Regions from separate parts of the Sus scrofa genome. Here regions 2 and 3 are each linked to region 1. Evidence: chromatin contacts called from public Hi-C and promoter capture Hi-C data. All regions are on one chromosome and are shown on one strand. Each heading gives the region's core, a stretch centred on a gene start, on an enhancer-like site or on the middle of the called end of the contact. The rest is flanking DNA. Distances are from core to core; before and after follow the strand shown. Region 1 holds the start of APOO (MICOS complex subunit MIC26). Region 2 holds the start of PRDX4 (peroxiredoxin-4). Region 3 overlaps EIF2S3 (eukaryotic translation initiation factor 2 subunit 3).

The links. Promoter capture Hi-C pulls out the DNA fragments that hold promoters and counts their contacts. Hi-C and Micro-C count contacts between places; a contact is called where the count stands out from the background.
Region 2: a promoter capture Hi-C map of liver shows a contact between it and region 1, with 9 times the contacts expected there. The contact joins the promoter of PRDX4 here to the promoter of APOO in region 1. A contact is called at or near these places in 2 of 5 promoter capture datasets (fetal liver and liver), 1 of 47 Hi-C or Micro-C datasets (embryonic fibroblasts) and 1 of 2 datasets of contacts at active chromatin or transcription factors (alveolar macrophages).
Region 3: a Hi-C map of embryonic fibroblasts shows a contact between it and region 1, with 5 times the contacts expected there. The contact joins the enhancer-like site here to the promoter of APOO in region 1. A contact is called at or near these places in 6 of 47 Hi-C or Micro-C datasets (alveolar macrophages, embryonic fibroblasts, fetal liver and 2 more) and 2 of 2 datasets of contacts at active chromatin or transcription factors (alveolar macrophages and skeletal muscle).

What each region holds. Positions count from the first base shown.
Region 1 is chrX:20,014,956-20,019,671 of Sscrofa11.1, reverse strand. It overlaps APOO (MICOS complex subunit MIC26), which reads left to right and starts at 1,888. Exons shown (of 9, transcript XM_005674464.3): 1 at 1,888-2,148. The coding sequence starts at 2,140.
Region 2 is chrX:19,797,906-19,802,621 of Sscrofa11.1, reverse strand. It overlaps PRDX4 (peroxiredoxin-4), which reads right to left and starts at 2,469. Exons shown (of 7, transcript XM_001927369.3): 1 at 2,022-2,469. The coding sequence starts at 2,265. It overlaps LOC102165967 (a long non-coding RNA gene), which reads left to right and starts at 3,425. Exons shown (of 3, transcript XR_309198.3): 1 at 3,425-4,023; 2 at 4,298-4,365.
Region 3 is chrX:20,143,590-20,148,305 of Sscrofa11.1, reverse strand. It overlaps EIF2S3 (eukaryotic translation initiation factor 2 subunit 3), which reads right to left. Exons shown (of 13, transcript XM_003134980.6): 2 at 1,292-1,743; 3 at 683-746. The coding sequence starts at 1,360. Among named protein-coding and RNA genes, the nearest start is that of EIF2S3, 16 kb to the right of the region's middle. Within about 2 kb of position 1,830, at least 81 of the 83 cell types and tissues checked have an H3K27ac peak or open chromatin away from gene starts, as enhancers often do. A contact at or near this core is called in alveolar macrophages, embryonic fibroblasts, fetal liver and 1 more, where this site is marked.

The DNA of each region.
Region 1 (4,716 bases), core at 639-3,138:
TTGTACTAAACCAGGGCCTCTTTATCTTTTCTTTTGGTGCTGTGGACCCCTATGGACAAACTCCTTCTAAGAACTATGTTTTTCGTTTAATTGAAGGATAGTTGATTTACATTGTTGTATTAATTTCTGCTGTACAACAAAGTGATTCAGTTATACACATATATGTGTACATACAGATACACACACACATATATATTCTTTTTCATATTCTTTTCCATTATGGTTTAACACGGGATATTGAATAAGAATTATGTTTTTTTAAACCCATAATCTAAAATATATAGGGTTACAAAAGACTTCAATTATATTGAAATCATTGTAAAAATATTTTCAAAAACAAAATTATAGAAATGTCTTCTTTATGCATTAAATAAAATAAAAAATGAGAGCTCTAATAATTACAGTACTTGTGAAGTGGTAATGAGCAGAAATGATATTTCAAGAAATCTGCTGTGACTATAATATGATATGAAAATATCTGTGCTTTCTACTGATGACAAAGTCATAGGTACCGCTGAACTACTGTGGTTACCTACACCACAATTTAAAGAACTGTTAAAGTTCAGTTATAGGTTAGTGAAAATAAAGTTGTAATTTTTCCCCAAGTTCATGTACCTCCAGAATTAAGAATTTCTGCCCTAACTTACCATTTATAAGTCACACTCTTATACACATATGACATTCCATTACTGATGCAGAGCCTTCAGAGTCTCCTAAATAGTTCTCCTTAGGTATAGGGAAGGCTAGGGATATACAATTCTCTTGAGAAAGAGAAAAGTAGCCCTTAACATCTGGGAGCTGGCCTGGCACCCACACCTGGGCTTTCGTGTTAGCCCTGGCTTCCTAGCACCACCCAATCCAGAACAAGGACTCGCTTCCCTGAACTCACCCGCAAACCCCCCAACCAAAGCCCCAAATCCTAGAATAAATCTAACACCCTCTTACTGAGATGCCCCACCGTTTCCCAAGGGTGCGTTCTCCTGGCACCAAAGAGAAATGAACTCAGCTTGTTCAACTACAGTATTCTTAGTGATCTTGGCTGGAGAGCAGTGACACCGCACCAAACTCCCAAAATCTTCTGGATGCCTGCCCCGGATGGGCTTACATTTGCTGCGGGATTAGAATGAAATACAGAATGAAACATGAAATACAACCCCGGTATGAGACACTACAACAGTTGTTTACTTGCGATCACAGGCTTTAAAGCCAGGCTACTGAGGTTTGAATCCTGGCTTCCCACTTTCCTTCTGTATGACCTTCCACATATTACTTCTCTGAGCCTCGGTTTCTTCATGTATTTGACGGGAGATAATAATCGTGCCCACCTACTTGGGTTGTTGGAAAGAAGAGTATGTGTAAGGAGTTTACATCAGAGCAAGTTACATAGTAAACGCTGTTGGTGGTTGCTATTCTTGTTAATAAGATAATTTTTGTCATTATTACTTATTTCTACTCTAATTAAAGGACAAACATTTGATTCCCTGTGAGAAACATACGCTTAAGCATTTTAAAGAAGAAAAAAATGTCGGGCTCTTTCAAGACTAAAGGACAAGGCAAATTAGTTTAAATTTAAAATCTTGGAAATGGCTAAACAAGGGTGAAAAAAAAAACCCCACAAAACTAAAAACCTTTTGTGAGGTAAATCCAGGCCCCCGAGGTCGGTAGCTTCCGGCTGCGAGGCTTTCGAAGCCACCAGAGGCCTGCCGAGCGCCCCCGCCCGGCGGCCTCCGCACACAGGCTTCCCAACCCACGCTGCTGGCGCCCAATCACGGCGGCGAAGGCCAATTCCCAGCACGGCTCTGCGCTCGGCGCCTCCCTCCTAGCGCCCCCGCGTGCCGCCCACACTGAGCTGGCGCTTTCCCGCCGCCTAGCAACCGCCGGCGCAGGGGCGGAGCCTCCGGAAGGCGGGGCTTGTGTTCGCCGCCTGAGGCGCGACGCGCTGCAGCTCAACGACGCTGCTAGCAGCCCAAGCTTCCGAGTTAAGCCTTAGCGGGATCGAATTGGCTGTACGCCTGTTACCCGCACCGCGGCCCGCTTGCGGTCGGAGGAATCGGGCCCTAATCGGCCGCCGTAGTTACCTCTCTATAGTGGGCGTGGCCGAGGCCGGGTGACCCCGCCGGAGCCGCCGCTGCCAGCGACATGTTCAAGGTGAGAGTGTCGAGCCGGGTCACAACTGTCACCGCCCCTTCCCGGCCGCCTGCAGCTCTCCCCGCGCTCTTTTGGGCCTCTCTGGGAACCAGAACTGGCTCGCTTTGAGGCTTTTCCCGCCTCCGGGCTGCCTGTGTCCCGGTCCCGAGGGTCATTCACCGGTCCGCCTGGAGTTTGCGGTTGAGGCACAGGAGGCGGGAGATTCGAGGGTGGTGGGTTGGGCCCTTTGGTCGTGCTCTCGGGAATAAAATGTTTTAAAAAGTTAAAGTATCCCTCACAGTATCCACACTCTGGCTGGTGCCCTCTTGAGTTCGTGAGTAGGGTTAGGCCAGCTTAGGGCACCGCGGGGTTCGGCTTTGGTTGTGCCGGGCAAGGTCAGGTTTTAGAACCTGGTATGAATGGGGGAGGTCACCTTCGGCGAAGCTCCTGCAGGAAGTCGGGGAGACTGGCATGGGAATGGAACGGCTGGGTTAGGGGAAGAAGCTGGACTTTCTCCTCCCCAGTGAACATTATATAGTATGGACAGGTCGAGCCCCTTCTTTACAGTTTTTGAACTCGTGTCCTTTGAAAGACTTTTACAGTGAAGACTGTTTCGAAAATCTGCATTTTAACATGAAGCCATTATTCTCCTTCAAAAAAAGTAAATGATATTTTTTATAATGAAGAACAAATCGCAAGCTACCAGAAATGAGTCTACAAAATTGAGTCAAGAAGCATTGTACCCATAAAAGACTGCTAATGAAATCTCAGAATTATACTACTCATTTAAAAGTGTTTTTTTTTTTTTTTTTTTTTTTTTTGCCTTTTTCCAGGGCCGCTCCTGTGGCATATGGAGGTTCCCAGGCGAGGGGTCTAATCAGAGCTGTAGCTGCCGGTCTACGCCATAGCCACAGCAACGGGACCTGAGCCGCGTCTGCGACCTACACCATAGCTCAGGGCAACTCAGGATCCTTAATCTACTGAGCAAGGCCAGGGATCGAACCTGAAACCTCATAGTTCCTAGTCGGATTCGTTTACCCCTGAGCCACGACGGGAACTCCTTAAAAGTTTTATTGAGTGCCTACAACGTGCTTTGGGTACACTGGGACAGGCTCTAAAGTCAGAATGTGGGTTTGGCCTTCCATTCCTGGAGTTGCCACGTTCTAGATGTGTGACCTTGAGCAAGTCACTTAACCTCTCTGAGCCTGTTTTTTTATTGGTGAAGTTAGGGAAACAACATTTACCTGTAGGCTTGTTATAAGGAATAAATAAGTTAGTATGTGTAAAGAATTTGTAAGAGGCCCTGGCACATAGAAGTGACATCCAGGTATTTGCTTTTATTTTGTTTTCAGGTAGCTCACAGTTTAGTTAGGACAACAGATCTCATAAGCAACTTGGTTTTGTTTGATAAATTTGTGTTGAATACCTATTATGTGCTAGGAGCCTGGCTTAGTTTGAGGGTTGCAACAACAAAGGGTACACTGTGTTGCGACAATAAAGAGTATGCTGTGATCATTTCATATGGTTATCAGCAGTGTTCTGTGGTGGTGAAAAGGAGAGTATCATCTCCTCTGTTTTACCAAGGGTTCTTAAGCTGTGGTTCTTGGCCCCTTAGAAGGTCTGGATAGAATTAAGAGGATCTTTAAATTCTGGCAGGGAAAAAAAAAATCAGTTTCATTAATCTGCTGAAATTTAGCATTTCTTTCAGTTATGAATGTAGGTTAACAGTTTCAATTACCAGTTTCCAGATAATGACCTTAAAACAACAGTGATTTATTACTTCTCACCATCTATAGGTTGTCTGGACAGTTCTGCCGGCATCCTCTAGTGACAGAATTCAACTGGTGGCTATACTATGAGGTAGCCTTACTCTCATATCAGTGGGCCTGGGGCCCCTCAATGTGGCTGTTTTGGGCTCCCTTACATGGTTACTGGGTTCTAAGAAGCCTAGTCCCGGTGCATAAACACATGCTTATATCGCATTTGCTGATGTCAAAACAAGTCACATGGCCAAGGCCCGAGTCAGTATGGTGTGAGGTTACAGAACAGCACAGATACGAGAACATGTGGTTCATGGGGAGCAATTAATTAAGTTACTACAGCCACAAACTAGTGGTAGTCACCAATAGAAGTCAGCAGGACCAATGCATGTCACAGACATTTTCATATCACATTACAGTGGTTCCAGATCTCAAGATATTTATGCTTATCACTGCTTTAAGATTATAGTAGTTATGGGACTTCCCGTCGTGGCGTAGTGGTAACAATCCGACTAGGAACCATGAGGTTGCTGGTTCGATCCCTGCCCTTGCTCAGTGGGTTAACGATCCGGCGTTGCCGTGAGCTGTGGTGTAGCTCGCAGACGCGGCTCGGATCCTGCGTTGCTGTGGCTCTGGCGTAGGCTGGTGGCTACAGCTCCAATTGGACCCCTAGCCTGGGAACCTCCATATGCCGCCGGAGCGGCCCAAGAAATGGCAAAAAGACAAAAAAAAAAAAAAAAAAAGAAAAAGAAAAAGATTATAGTAGTTATAAGACTCTCTAATAGGTTTTTTTAACTTAAAGAGCTAATAAAGAAGTACACATTACTAT
Region 2 (4,716 bases), core at 1,220-3,719, 220 kb after region 1:
CAATTTACAGACCAAAAAGAATGTAGTTTGCTAAGATCTATAAATGGAATTCCCAAAGCAACTTCCTGCATCTATTAAAAGACAAACAAAAATTGTCCTGAATATAAATCATATGATTAACAAAGCAAATGCAGAGCAATATAAAGAATATTTAAATCCCTTCTCCACATAACCCCCATCAATTTAACTACTGTTAAGTTTGCTATCTTTCCTTCCAGTCTTTAAACACAAATTTGGATCATGTTGCACCCCACTTTTAAAAAAAGGAGATCATGAATAGTTTTTCATGTTAGTAAAAATTATCTGAAAGTATGATTTAGTAGTTTCATAATGTTCCATTTTATGAATCAAAGTCCTTGTATCTTTAATTCTAGAGGAGCCTACACATGACAGAAATGTAGCAAATATCTAAAATTTGAAAAGATTTGTTAGTAGAGGGAAATCTATTATTACTACTATTTTTTGCTTCCATAAGCAGACTTGGATGGGATTTGTTATAGGCAATATATGAATGCCAGTAAACACTCGACTGACTGACATATTTCATACTTTCTTCCCAGGCAAGTAAAACCAATGGGACTTGGGAATATTATGATTTTAAAAGTGCAAGACTAGCTTTTTAAAAAAACAAAAATCTAGGAGTTCCCGTCGTTGCTTAGTGGTTAGCGAACCGACTAGGAACCATGAGGTTGCGGGTTCAATCCCTGGCCTTGCTCAGTGGGTTAAGGATCCGGCATTGCCGTGAGCTGTGGTGTAGGTCACAGACGTGGCTCGGATCTGGCATTGCTGTGGCTCTGGCGTAGGCTGGTGGCTACATCTCCGATTCGACCCCTAGCCTGGGAACCTCCATATGCCGCAGGAGCCGCCCTAGAAAAGGCAAAAAGACAAAAAACAAAAAAATGAAAATCTAAAAATAACTTTCAGTAGGAAAGAACCACAAATGTTTAAGGTGGCAGAACAGTTTTGCTCATTTATCACTCCCACTCCACATCCTAACACATAACAACACCCCATTTAATACTGGGGATTCATAATTGTGAAACATTACTTTTTTCACTGAACATGGGCATGGAACATGTTGTAACTGGACCACAAAGGCCACACACACAACTTCAGAATGCCAAATGGTCTGTAGGAAAAGCAGGTTACTTAAAGTGAGCAAGGGACAGTCTTCCGTTCTTTAGGCCCGAGCCACTTCTTTTTGGCTAATCTTAACCTCCAGATGCAGCAGGCCACAACTTTCTCAGTATCTACTTAGTCTGACGTGTCCTTCCTGAAAGTGGCCATTAGTTATGTACACTGGACAGAAATGCAAATAATCAAAAGCCAAACTGGCAGGACACAAATTTGCCACGAGGTTTATCATCAACCAAAATGCATTACTTCTACCTCTTTTTTCCCATTTCCCTAAGAGCCTCCGAAGTTCACCCTGTAAGAAGTTCTTACTTTCCAAGAAATACAAAGGATACCCATTAACTATTTAGTTCTTGGGGAAGGTGGCTTTTAAATACAATCTTCTTTACCACATACAATACCACCAAAAAAAAAAAAATTGCCCTCCTGAGCATATTTAATCACTTTTCCGCTTAACCAAACTTTCTGTCACTCATCATTCAACTTATCAATGCATTCTTCCCCGAAACAGTACTTGAAAACAGACCCAACGTGCTGCAAGCACTTTCCGATGTTTGAGGAAGTGTTTCAGTTTGCACAACATCCTCGATGCCTCCAAGCCTGGGACCAGGGCCACCCTCTTTCCCTCATCTGCGGCTTTTGGGGTAACCACGAATTTTCTTTCAAAATCTGATTAGTAGAACCCATCCCTTTCTTCACACTTGGAACCCCCTTCCATCCCCCAACCCTGCAAGAGAGAGCCAGGCTCCCCCCTGGGAGCAGAGGCAGCCCAAGGGGTGACGCCCAAGCCAGGCCCCCGGGAAGCCACCACCAGGGTACACGTGTCTCCTAGCCCTCCCCACCTCCCTCTACCACCGGTCACCTCGCCTTGGCAGGGCATCACCTACTCTTGGCTTTGCTGAGGTGCAAGGAGTGATCGGCGACCGAAAGCCGGGATGCCTCCCCGGGGTACACTTGTCCACCCGCGTAGAAGTGGCACTCCTCCTCGCGGGTTCGGGGCCTCTCCTCCGCCTCCAAGCCCCACAGCGCTTCAGCCCGCAGCAGGAACAGCAGCAGCGGCAGCAGCAGTAGCTTTCGGCCCCGGCCAGAGGCCAGAGTCGTCGCGGGCGGCGGCGGCGGCGGCGCCTCCATGACCACGCGAGTGCAGCAGCACGTCCTTTGGCTCAAGCGCTACTTCTCCCGCCGCCAGGCAGCTACAACTGCGCGCTCAACACCCGCGCGAGCCGAAGCGCGGCCTCGCGAGACCTGCCCCACCTCCTCCACTCTCCGCCCATTCCCAGCCGCCCGGGCTCCCCCACCCCCAGCCCCGCCACGTGGGCGTTAGCCCCGCCTGCTCGCCCCCTGCTGGCGTTTGCGCCTGCGCCCTGGGGCGGGCCAGGGCGGGGGAGTTCGGCCCTGCTCTGCCAGGTTGCGTCGCCCGCGCCTGGTCTCACGCAATCCTGCCCGCGTACTGTTTACGCATCCTTCCGCACCCATCTCTTCCACAAAACGTCACCACCGCCCGCCATCCCCTCCCAAGTGGAACTAACGTCCGCCTCTGAACGGCTTGTATCTTATACTTCTAACAGTGAACTTGTTTTTTCCTTTAAGTGATCTGTGTGAAGAGCTCCCAGACTTGCCCCCCGACCCCCCATCCCTGCCCTCTGTTGCAACCCTTTTAAATCCTGAGGGAAAAACTTGGAGAAGAAAGGCTTAACTATTTACTTTCCTTCAGCAGGAAAGGCAAACAGGTAGTTTGGTGAGTTCAACCTATCCCATATATGTCTTTTTTTTTTTTTTTAAAGACTTGAAAAGTTGCCAGAAAACCAAACTTTGTCCCAGTACAGTGCAGTTATTCTGACAATTACCCAGTCACTTCACAGGAGCCTTCTGGACCTTTTATGCCCCTAGAGTCCCTCCTAGGTTTCTGTGAGCTCTTGATCTTTTTGAACCCCACAGAAGCCCTCCAACATTTTGTCTTTCCTCTGTTAGACTGTCAGCTCCCTAGGGTCAAAATCAAAGTCATTCATCTTTGTTTCCCAAGGCACCTGGCCCAAGGTGAGCATCTGCTAGCGTAAGCACTGGATTTTGCAAAAAACACTTAATGTTCCTGACAGCCATAGTCTCCAGTGGCTTTCACATATTACATGCTTACTGCCTGTGACAACCCTTTGAGGCGGATAGAAATCTGCCCATTTCAACCTCACCTCTCACTCTCGTCCTGCCCATTATAGGACTCAGAAGAGTTTGCTGAAACCTCTTGGCCCTTCTCCATCGACCCTTCCCGCGACTCCCCACCCCCACCCGGCTGGTGTTTGCGCCTGCGCCCTGGGGGCAGGCCCAGGCCGCCCAGCGGCGCCCAATTCAGTGGGCCCTTCTGTGGCGTCATCGACTGCGGCTGCTCTCCTGCCCTTCCGTCTTCCCTTTCTCCCCCTTCCCCCACCTCCTTTTCGCCTTCAGCACTGTTTTAGGTCCTGCTCACCCTTCCAGGCCCATCTGTGGCACAAAGCTTCGCCAGAGACTGGGCTCCTACCATTGCTGTGATTGGCCTCCTGTCATTGCCGGTGACTGGTCAATCGCTCTCAGCTCTGTTTCAGACCCTTTCATGCTCTCGCACCCCTCGCTCCCGCACACCACCCCACCTCGACCTCCGAAGCTGAAACTAGTCCTTTTGCCCCTGAATGGTTTTTTTACACCTTTATCAGGTGCTTAGTCTGTCTTTTTTGCATCGAGCTGGATGACCCGCGCCATGGCGCTCCTCTCCGGTTGTAGCCCTTTTAAGTCCCGGGGAAACTTGGGGAAGAAAAGTCTAACCTGAAGAGCAGGTACCTTGAGACCATTTGTTGGCTTCCAGCGGGAAACTCTTTCAAGAGGGAAAGTCACAGTTTGGGGACTTAACATTGCCTCAAGGTATGCGTTATTATTTTTTTAAACCGAGATTTGATAAGTTCCCACAAGACCCTTTATCCCTGTGCAGTGTTATTCTGTCTTCTGACAGTTACTCTGTCACTCAGCCATTTGTTAGGATGGCAGGTGAGAACTAGAGGGAGAAACGCAAGGCCTGCCAGAAGGATGGGAGCCCTCGGCAGCCTGTATGCCCACAGGGTCCCGTCTATATTCCTGTGAGCTCTTGTCACTTTCTGATCCCACAGAAGCCATCCTAACAGTGTCTTTCCTCTATTAGATTGTCAGCAACCTGGGATCACAATTGATGTCGAATTCATCTTTGTTTCCCAAGGCACCTGGTGCAAGGTGAGCACTTGCTATTGAAAGCACTCGATTTTGTAAATAGCACCTACTGATTCTGACAGCCTGTCATAGTTTCAAGTTCCTTTCACATGTTAGAACCTTACTCCTTGTGACAACACTTTGAGGAAGATATGTAACTTGGCCTTTCCAAACTCACCCCTCACCCTGGTTCCACCCATTATGTCCTCTGCTTTTTGTTTCCTGCCCTCTGTTTCCTGTGGGCAAAGGAGGAAGCCACCTCCCTTTTGCTGGGAAAGGTGGAGGGAGGCAGCTGGTGTGTGTCTCTGGGCCCAGGAAGCTTGTCCTTACCCATAGCATTGTCTTTCGTTTCTTCACTTTCCATGGGGCTCGAGA
Region 3 (4,716 bases), core at 581-3,080, 130 kb before region 1:
AATAAACATTTGATAAAAAGCACATGAAATCTTAGGTACCGAGAAAATTTTCCAGCATTGTGAGGGTAAAGTAAATGTGTATAAGTAAATCTGGCACAGCAAAAAGGAATCCATGACAACAAGAAAACTCAGCATTAATTAGAGTAATGCGGTAAAGAGTAGCACATACCATGTAACTTTTTAACAGCCTCATGGCAGAACCTTACTTTTAACTAGATTTTACTGTGTTGTTTATACAGACTCTCAAATACGCAAAATTTACACTCAGTCAACTTAACTTCCCCTTTCAAGTTCTAGGTGCCAATTAAGGGAAAAAATACTCTAGTTAATAACAGCTTATATAGCAAACAAAACTTTTGCAAACTCTGCCCTTGCAATAACCCTGTGTGGCAAGTACAGTCACATTTCTCTCTCTTCTTTAAACTGCTACATGACTATCTATCGCTTTATGCTATTAAAATTTTCATGTCTTTATCTTTTCTTCTTTGCCCAGTCTGAAAGCTAGGCACGGGCAACATGGGCTTCCCCAAAAAATGTAGCAGGTACTTTGTTCACAACAACTCAACATGTATTACCTGAATATATGCATCTTCACGTAATTCAGATAATCACACACAGAGAGAGATTAAAATTATTTGCCGGAGATTAATCCAGTCAGGCCTCCAAGTTATTCTTAGCTTACCTATGTTAATTGTGGCTTGCCTGCTGATCACTTCATGTGAAAGTGGTGTCAACTTGGTAACATCCTGCAATCAAACATTTTTCATTTTAAATCGCTGAACATGGGACGAATCACAATTTTGACATTTACATTTGCTACCTACATCTCGCCACCGTTTGAATAGCCCTCTTCCACTTCTAAAGCGCTTTTCCTGTGCAAGCAATCTCCGACAGTGACGACTGGGAAGCCCTAAAAGTCCTTCGTTGTTACACAAGACTACACCTCCACTGACAATGGGAAATGTGAAGGCTCGAGATCCCCCCAACCTTGAGAGCATTTGCATTAAAGACAATGCAGACACTCCCTTCCCAGACCTTCCGAAGTGAAAAACACCGTGACTTTCCAGCCCAAGCATTCGGGGGGGCTCCAGGTCCACGACCTTACAGCCCCATGCCCAGCTCGCAGGCTGGTGGAGGCGCCCGGGGCGGCGCGAGCACGCCGGGCTTCGGGGCTCCCTCCCAAATCCACGCTTCCGACAGCGTGGCACTGCCTTGTCTCAAAACCCTCCCGGGAGGCCTGGTCATCCCCACTCCCGGGCACACTCCACATCCTCCCAGATCAATGCCTTACCAAAGTCGCGAGATCCTGCCGAGAAAGATGCGGCTGCCCTAAAGTCACACCAGCCTCGCCCCCCGCCATCTTGCCCGGAGAGGAAGGAAGTGGCCCTGACGGCGGCCTGGCGGTGAGCAGGCCCCCGCGTGCGGGGCGGGGCCGCAGAGGCAGGAAGGCCGACTAGGGCTCAGGCCTGGGAGAGGAGGATGGTCGGCGCAGCGGAGGCCTTGCCGCTTAGACTTCTATCTTGATGAATTTATATTGTGCCTGCCAGCAGGCTGACTAGAAAACACCAGGCGAAGTTTCGGGATCTATTCGTAGCCGTCCTGTTGGATATTTGTGCAGGCAACGCTGAGGGCAGCCGCACGAGAGGCCCCTTGCTGGCGGGTGATGCAACCGACGCGCGCGCGCGGACGCGGGTGTAACCATATCCGTTTCTCGTGGGGGTGGTCCAAAGAGTTGCCCGGAACCTGAGAATTTTATCGGGGGTGTGAGGATAGACAGTGGGAAAGTCCTTCTTTACACATTCTATGATTGAGTAAGCCGAGATCGGCTCTGGGTCCTGCTGGTCTGTGATTGGGGCTCTGGGCCCGGAGGTGGGGGCCCGCTGAGCTGGCGGGCGGTAGGAAGGGCGCCCTCGCGCGGACGTTCAACCCAGAGATGGGAAAAGCAAAGTCTAACTTGTTCTCAGAGAGGTTTCTAGAGCCAGGGAGGTGGTCCATGGTGGCGCTAATGGAGTTAGCACGGCAAAGAAGCTGAATGTCATGAGAGCGCCCAAAGGGGTATCTTAAAGAGGCGACCGAGCAAACCCACTTCTTAACTGGAAAGGTTACCAATAAATCGGTATTTTAAAAATTTTGAATTTTTGATACTGACCCTTTTTTAATCCTGTTAAAAAGAATTCCAGTAAGGTTCGTTTCTCCCCATGAAAATTTCTACGCTTTGCAAATTTTCTATCATGTACAGGTATTCATTTCTAGACAGGAAAAAAAACGTAAGGAGAGATGAATAAGAATTTAGGTTATCTGTGGTCATTGAATACTTATGTAAGGTTGAAATTAATATGTTTTCTATCCCCTAAGTTTCAGGTACAGCAATTTAGCTGAAATAGGTAAAATTTCAATAATTCATTAGTTAAGTGATGGTAGAAACTGTACAGTATATTGCATTTGGGTGGAGGCATGTAGTTCCTAAGTTTATAATTGGTAATTTAGAAACTAAATGCCTCCATGGAAATATAACTTCTAAATTTTTAAGTTCCTAAGTGTAGAATTTATCTTACATTCTACACAGTTAGATGGTACCAGCCAATTCAGGAAACCCGTTGAATAAAGATGTGGAATTAGTGGTGATAGTTCCACAACTGCAAATGTAATTTAAAAAAATTTTTTTAATTGTACTGTTTAAAAGGGTGAATCTTGAAGTTCCTGTTGTGGCACAATGGGATTAGTGGCATTTCTGCAATGCTAGGATGCAGCAGGTTCAATCCCCGGCCAGGCACAGTGGGTTTAAGGATCCAGAATTTCCACAGCTTTGGTGTAGATTCCAACTGCTGCTAGGATCTGATTCCCTGGCACAGAAACTCTATATGCTGCTGGGCAGCCAAAAAATAAAAAGGTGTGTGTGTGTGTGTGTGTGTGTGTGTGTGTGAGAATCTTGACCTCCTGCCTTCTGAGATGGCACCCACTCTATCTCTCTCAATAAATCTACTTCTTACTTATCACTTTGCCTCTTGCCAAATTCTTTCTGGGCATAAACATAAAGACATAAAGAACCTGAACTTCAGAACAAAGGCACCCACCTAGGTAGAGGATGGCAACTTACTTATGGCTGAGTACAAGATTCCTAAAGTACCACCCTACTACCTCACCACTGATTGATGGTAGTCACATACCTTGCAGCCTTCAACCCATATTTTGCCTATAAAAATTTCTCCCCCCCCCCAAACAATTGGGGAGCTCAGGGTTTTTGAGCATGTGCCACCTGTTGTTCTTGCTTGGTCCTTTCTCTGCTTCAAAGAGAAAAAAAGGGGGGAGAGGGTGGCTTATGGTATGCGAATTATATCAATAAAAATATAAAATTTGTTGGTAATAATACATAATATGCTTTACTGTTGGAAACTTATTGGGAGTATAAATGTCACTGAAAATCATGCCATTAGTAAGAATAATATTAACATTGACATGAACTTAACAAGTATTAATTTTTATTTAAGTCTCACAACAATCTAATGAGGTATATACTATTATTCCCATTTTACAGGTGAAGAAACTGAGTCTTAAAAAGATTAGCTAACATGCTTACAATTCCACCGCTAATAAGTAGCAGAGCTGGGATTCATAGGCAAATACAAGTGTACTCTTTTTTAAGAAACTGACTTGGTATTCCTGCTGTGGCGCAATGGGATAGGTGGCATCTCTGGAGTTATGAAAGGACTGTTCGATCCCCAGCCTGACACAGTGGGTTAAGGATCTGGTGTTAAAGCAGCTCCTGCAGCAGAGGTCCCAAAATGTGGCTCAGATCTGATCCCTGGGCTTGGAACTCCATATGCTGCAGGGCAGCCAAAAAAAGATAAATAAGTAAATAGTTTTACTGAGATAAATTTGCATATCATAAAATTCACCATTTTTTGTTGTTGTTTTCTTACCGCTGCACCTGTGGCATAAGGAGGTTCCCAGGTTAGGAGTCAGTTGGAGCTGTAACTGCTGGCCACGTCTTTGACCTACATACCACAGCTCATGGCAACACTGGATCTTTAACCCACTGAGCAAGACCAGGGATTGAAACCGAGTCCTCATGGATACTAGTCAGGTTCGTTAACCACTGAGCCACGATGGGAACTCCAAATTCACCCTTTTTGTACATTCTTACACTGCTGGCAGGAATGTAAATTGTTCCAGCCATTGTGGAAAACAGTATGGAGATTGCTCAAAAAACTAAAACTGGGAGTTCCCGTCGTGGCACAGTGGAAACAAATCTAACTAGGAACCATGAGGTTTCGGGTTCAATTCCCTGGCCTCGCTCAGTGGATTAAGTATCTGGCGTTGCTGTGAGCTGTGGTGTCAGTCGCACAAGTGGCTCGGATCCCTCATTGCTGTGGCTGTGGTGTAGGCTGGCAGCTGTAGCTCTGATTAGACCCCTAGCCTAGGAACCTCCATATGCCTCGGGTGTGGCCCTAAAAAGCGGAAAAAAAAAAAAAAAAAAAAAGGAACTACCATATGATTCTGCAATCCCACTCCTGGGCATTTATCTGGATAAAACTATAATCCAAGAAGAAACATGGACCCCTTATGTTCATAGCAGCATTATTTATAATAGCCAAGACATAGAAAGAGACTAAATGTCCATAGACAGATGAATGCATTAAGATGTGGTACATATATACAATGAAATGCTACTCAGACATAAAAAACAAAATAATGCCATTTGCAGCAACATGTATA